Linked DNA regions of Arachis hypogaea: region 2 is linked to region 1. Evidence: chromatin contacts called from public Hi-C data. All regions are on one chromosome and are shown on one strand. Each heading gives the region's core, a stretch centred on a gene start, on an enhancer-like site or on the middle of the called end of the contact. The rest is flanking DNA. Distances are from core to core; before and after follow the strand shown.

Region 1 (3,216 bases), core at 217-2,716:
AAATGGGAAAAAACCACAATTCTTGTATCTACCCCAGAAGCTCAAATATCAACTGGGAGCAAGCGGGACAAAACCACAATCCTTGCGTCTACCCCAGAATCTCAAACCATAATCCGGAGCAAGTGGAATAACGCCACTACATCTACATAGACAGATATATCTCAACACATCCCGTAGCATGTGAAATAATGCCGCTACATTTACCCAGGCACGTATATTTTACCACATCCCAGAGCAAGTAGAACAAAGCCACTACATCTATCCAGACAGGTATATCTCAGTCAAAGTCAATTTCGTTATTAAATTCACCCTCAATCTCATTTCACTTCATTCAAAATCATATTCAGAATCAATCATCGTTATCTCTCATTATCATAATCATCCTCATCATCCTCAATCAACATCAACTATCATAATCATCCTCATCACATCTCTCATTATATTTATTCCATCTTTTTCTAATTCACTGTCTCACCCTATTAGGTCTCATTCCTAAATTCTCTACCCTCTATTACACCGGCTCTAGACTCATAACAAGGCTTACAGAGGTTTAGAAAGCTAGAGGAGTGGTTGAAAACTTAAAAATTCATTTTTAGCAAAACAAGGTCGTAGTGTACGTAAGCACCTTCTGCGTACGCATAAATTTCAAAATTTGGGAATGTCGCGTACGTGGACCACCTTCGTGTACACGAGAATATTGTTAGAAACGTTTGCTCGCACGCGCGACATTGCAACGTACGCATGAGTTTAAAAATTGACATTGTCACGTACGCGGACTACTCTCGCATATGCGAGAGTACTAGGCAGAACCATTTACTCGCGTCGCATGACACTTCCACGTACGCACGAATGCAGGATTTTCAAAAAGCTGATATGTTGCAGAAAGTTCAATTTTTTTTTATCAAAACTTCAAATGCGAATAAATTTTCCGTAAAAAAATGATTTTCGTCCGTTCTTCGAATGTCATAAGCTACTCGAACCTAGTTTTCATTTAAGATAAGTTTCACAAAATTTGAAGGTTCGAAAACCAAATTATGGCCTATCGAAGTTGGTTAAAAATAAGTTTTACCAATTTTACCAAATTCTTCAAATCTCAAGAACTCTTCATCCAAAACAAACAAAATCATACAAAATTAAATCCTAAATATTTAATTATCATATCTCTATATGCATAATACATATATATTGATTTATGTGAATTATTAATGTACCTTTTAATAATCTTATGGCCAATAATAGTTTAAATTAAATTATAAAATATTTGTCTCTCAATATTATGATCATTATTATAATAAAAAAATTTTAAATTTAATAAAAAAAACTTATTATATTAACCATTTAATTAAATTATACATATAATAAAAATAACTAATTATTTAATACATGATAAATTAAATTGTGACTATACCACTTATTCTCAACCATCTTTCATTTATACCCAAATTAATTATAATAGATTGAATTTTAGATATACTATTATCTCACTACTAAACAATTCTACAATTGAGAGTTTGTTCTTCTGAAAAAGAAAAAGAAAATCAAAATTTAGAGAAGTTGTTTGTTAAATCATATCATCATATTTATTTCTCTGTTTATTCCTTTGAATGTTTTTGGGTATTTTCAAAGGTGTGACTGTGGGTTCCTATTGTTGTACCAAAAACCCTAGACTTCACAGTAGTATATAGAAGCATCGCATCTTAAAAGATCTAGGGACAAAGACAAAGCTGGATAATGGGGTGCGAAGACAAGGGGGGGAAAATGAGATATATATAGCAGCCGTCAAACAAAACAAGCGAGATGCCACTGCCACTCTCCCAACGCTTAATCTCAATTCCACAAGTTATCGCCCGCCGCTACATGGCCTCCTCCGCCGCTGCCGAGCCCATAAGCCCATCCAACACCCGCGTGGGCTGGATAGGTACGGGCGTCATGGGCCTCTCCATGTGCTCCCACCTCATACGAGCCGGCTACACGCTCACGGTCTTCAACCGCACCCCTTCCAAGGCCCAACCCCTCCTCAAAATGGGGGCCCACCAGGCCGATAATCCCCTCTCCCTCGCCTCCAACTCCGACGTCGTCTTCTCCATCGTCGGCTACCCCTCCGACGTTCGCGCCGTCCTTCTCGATCCCCACTCCGGCGCCCTCGCCGGCCTCCGGCCTGGCGGCATCCTTGTTGACATGACTACCTCGGAGCCCTCCCTCGCCGTCGAGATCGCGGCCGCGGCGTCCTCCAAATCCTGCCATTCCATCGACGCTCCCGTATCTGGCGGCGACCGCGGCGCCAAGAACGGAACCCTGGCAATCTTCACTGGAGGAGAGGAATCGGTGGTTAAGCGGCTCCAACCTCTGTTCTCGCTGATGGGGAAGGTGAACTACATGGGAGGAAGCGGAAAGGGGCAATTCGCGAAGCTGGCGAACCAGATTACGATAGCGTCGACGATGGTGGGGTTGGTGGAGGGGATGGTGTACGCGCACAAGGCGGGGCTGGACGTAGGGTTGTACCTGGATGCGATTTCTACCGGTGCGGCGGGTTCGAAGTCACTGGATTTGTACGGACAGAGGATATTGAAGAGGGATTTGGGGCCAGGGTTTTATGTGAACCACTTTGTGAAGGATTTAGGGATTTGCTTGAAGGAGTGCCAGAATATGGGTATCTCCCTGCCTGGTTTGGCTCTTGCTCAGCAGCTATATGTTTCTCTCAGGGCTCACGGTGAAGGCAATTTGGGCACCCAAGCTCTTATTTTGGTTCTCGAGAGGCTCAACAATGTTTCACTTGCACCTGCAATTGCTTCCTCTTAGGTTTGTGGAGGATATGGAACTCTGAACACTGAAATTGTCTTCTTCTTCGACTTATTATTATTATTATTATTATTATTATGTGATGATGTACATTCAATTAGACTGGTGTCGTATGTTACTTGCATCAGATTGCTTGGCCGCTTTTCTCTACTTTGTACGTTTTGGTAATCAGTGTTTTCTAGTTCAAGTCAACCCCCCGCTTTCTACAAGGGGTCCTCATCGTATAATTCGGACACGATATGAACAATTGAGCAGTTGTTAGTAGGTGATAGCTACTAACTTTGTCTGTGTTGTTGCATAATGAGTGGTTGATATTTTATCATTTGGTTATTTCAAGGGTGAACACAATTTGATTCCATGTTTCATGAGCTGAAAATTTGAAAGAAAATTCTGCGGTTTATGTCACATGATGCGACA
Region 2 (3,364 bases), core at 20-2,519, 130 kb before region 1:
AGAAGCTCATCAATGCTCAGAAATAAAACTTGAAGCCAAAGCAAGGCTCCACGGTCAAGATTGAAGAAACTTGAAAAAAAGAATGAGAGAGAATGGGTAAGTTGCATGCAACCAATTCAGATTTTTCTCTCCTCACTGACAAAGCCGCTACAAGTTCTGTGAAGGAGAAGAAGATAGTATGGACTGTGAACTAGCTTCAACCTGGGAAGCTTCACTCTTCTATAATAAGGGTGAATGGCCAAGGGTTGAAGGCAAGAGAGTAAGAACGAAGCACAGTGTTCAGTTCTTATAGCTTCCTAAACTTTTGAGTTCTTCTCCTTCATGGTTCTCATTTAGTATTCTCTTTTTCTCAATTTAGTCTGTCTGAGTCTCATTGAAAAAAGGCAAACATGGTGAGGTTTGTAAGAAAAGCCAATGAGAGGTAAAAAATAGTTAGTAAAACTTGGAGAAAAAGCCATAAGATGTTTCAGATTTTCTTTATACATCTTTCTGTTTTAAGTCATGATCCTGTGGAGATTCCCTTGTAAGTTGGGTTAGCACTTTACTGTTGAAAACTAGATTGAGATCTAGTCAAATTCAGATTGTGTTAGAATATGAATTTGTCCCAGATAGGATTGGGTAGATCCTAGAAAAACATTGGTGTATGTAATATGTTGAAAAAGTTAGTGAAATCCCATCATAATTATGATGGAGACTAGATATAGGCTACATTGCACTAGGTAGCTGAACTAAGATACATCTGTGTGTCACTTCTTCCTCTCTACTTCACTTCTACTTTTGCTACTCAAGAGATAAAAATAAAGTGTCTCTTAACTCGATACAAGACAAAAGCAAACACATCTCCTAAGTTTCTTTGAGAAAACAAAAAGTAATATTCACAAGAGATGCTAAGATTCAATCCCCCATTCTCTTAGCCACTGATAACCATCAATTGGTATCAGAGCTTAGTTTCAAAGAGATCAAGCTTTGTAGCTTGGACAAAAGATCCTGATGGCGAACAACAATGGCTCCAACATGGTGGCATACACTCTGACAGAAAGCCAATCCAATAACAGACCTTTGTTCTTCAATAGAAAGAACTACAACTATTGGAATGAGAGAATGAAGATCTTTGTTTAATCAGTAGATTATAACATTTTGATGATAATCTTGAATGGTCTCCAAATCCCAACCAAAACAAAAGCAGATGGTGTAGTGATTTCTAAGACTGAGGACAAATGGAATGATGAAGATAAAAGAAGATAGAGCTCAACGCCAAAGTTGTCAACATGCTTAATTGTGCTATCAGCTTCGAGGAATACCGAAAGGTATCAAGATGTAAAATAGAAAAGAAAATCTGGGACAAGCTCCAAGTCACCCATGAAGGGACTACCCAAGTCAAGAGAACCAGAATAGACATGTTGAGCAAAGAGTACAAAATATTCTCTATGAAGGAAGGAGAATCTATTGATGAAATATTTGAAAGATTCAACGTCATCATCAATGGCCTAGATGCTACGGGGATTACTCACCCTAAACCTGTGTTAGTGAGGAAAGTTCTAAGAAGTCTCAATAAAGAGTGGGAAATTAAGGCTATGGTTATAGCTAAGAGCAGTATCATTGATCAAATGACATATGATGATCTGAGAGGAAATTTACTTGCTTTTGAAACCACTTACTTAAAAAATGACACAAAAAAGAAAGAAATTGCTCTCAAATCATTCACTGAGTCCTTAGATGATGAATCCAGTGATAACTTATCTGATGATGAGTTTGTTCTTTTTGCTAAGAAATTTAGAAAAATGATGAAGGTTAAAGAAAGATGCAAGGGAGGCAGCTTAGGAAGACCAAAAAGGGACTTAAACAAGATCATCTGCCACAACTGTAGAGAGGTTGGACATTACAAGTTTAACTATCCAAAGTTGAAGAAAGAAGAAAATTCCAAGAAAGAAAAGAATCAGAGAACAAATCTCAAACCTGCCTCATGGCCGATCAAACTAATGAGGTAATTTTCATTGAACCTTCTACTGAAGACCTTCATCTTATGATTGATTATCTCACTAAGAAACTAAGATGCTTCTTAAATAAAAATCATGAACTTGAATCTCAAAATGACATCCTGAAGGCAGAAAACACTTTTCTCAAAGATAAATTAAGGGAAGTCGAAACCGTTGTTGATCTTGTTGAAGAAAACAAGCTACTAAAGGCTGAACTTAAGGGCTATGAGAAACAACATTCTGTGATTGTATACTTGAACTATTTTGAAGAAAATGAAAGGTTTCACAAAGAGGTAAAAAGCTTAAAAGAAGATCTGGCCAACTTTACTCAAAGTTCTGAAAATCTAAATAAACTCTTGGCTAGTCAAAAACATATTTATGAAAAGGCTGGATTGGGTTTTCATAAAAAATCTAAAAACACTTTTGAAAGATAACCTTTTTCAAATATGGCTTCTACTTCAGATGACATAAAGTTTCAAAACCCAACTAATATAAAAAAATAGCAACCAAAAAGGTTTTGTCATTTATGCAATTGAGATGGGCATTTTCTTATTCAATGTTTTATATGTGAAAAAATTATTGGAGATAAAGTGTACAAAATAGTTGGCAACTATAATGGTCTTGGCCAAAGGAGGTGGTTTAACATTCAAGGATCCAAAAAGATTTGGATACCTAAGGTCACTTAAGATTTTTTTGTGTGCCTAGAATCCAAAAGAAAGGACAACATGTGGTACTTAGATAGCGGATGCTCTAGGCATATGACCGAAAAATCCACATTCTTCATCAAGCTTGATGAGTATGATGGGGGGTTTGTAACTTTCGGTGATAATGGTAAAGGAAAGATAGTGGCCATAGGTAAAGTAGGTAAGAATTTCTCATCTTTCATGAATGATGTTTTTCTTGTTGATGGATTGAAACACAACTTACTAAGCAATAGTCAATTATGTGGTCTTGGATATTTAGTTATATTTAGAAAATTAGACTACTTAGTTATTTGTGAAAAATCCGGTGTAGTTTTGTTTGAGGCAAAAAGATGTAACAATGTGTATGGACTTACTCTAGAGGACTTAAAAGATCAAATGTGACATATTTTACCTCAATAGAATCTGAAAAATGGCTTTGGCACAAGAAGTTGGGTCACGCTAGCATGTACCAAATTTCTAAGCTTGTTAAGAAAAATTTAGTTTGAGGTATTCCTAATATAAAGTTTGACAAGGATATTACTTGTGATGCTTGTCAATTGGGCAAATAAACAAAATCTTCTTTTAAGCCCAAAGATGGAATCTCGACCAAAAGGCCATTATAAATGTCATACATTGATCTTTTCGGTCCCACTAGAACTCAAAGTTTGGGAGGAAAGCATTATGGCTTGATAGTGGTTGATGACT

What was found. A called contact is a pair of places that touch in the nucleus more often than the background predicts.
Region 2: a Hi-C map of an unstated tissue shows a contact between it and region 1, with 4 times the contacts expected there. The contact joins the promoter of LOC140183402 here to the promoter of LOC112790182 in region 1. A contact is called at or near these places in 2 of 8 Hi-C or Micro-C datasets (leaf and an unstated tissue).

What each region holds. Positions count from the first base shown.
Region 1 is chr3:32,904,577-32,907,792 of arahy.Tifrunner.gnm2.J5K5, reverse strand. LOC112790182 (probable 3-hydroxyisobutyrate dehydrogenase-like 1, mitochondrial) reads left to right here and starts at 1,466. Exons shown (of 1, transcript XM_025832449.3): 1 at 1,466-2,949. The coding sequence starts at 1,798. The coding sequence ends at 2,799.
Region 2 is chr3:33,032,438-33,035,801 of arahy.Tifrunner.gnm2.J5K5, reverse strand. It overlaps LOC140183402, which reads left to right and starts at 1,269. Exons shown (of 1, transcript XM_072231816.1): 1 at 1,269-1,988. The coding sequence starts at 1,269. The coding sequence ends at 1,988.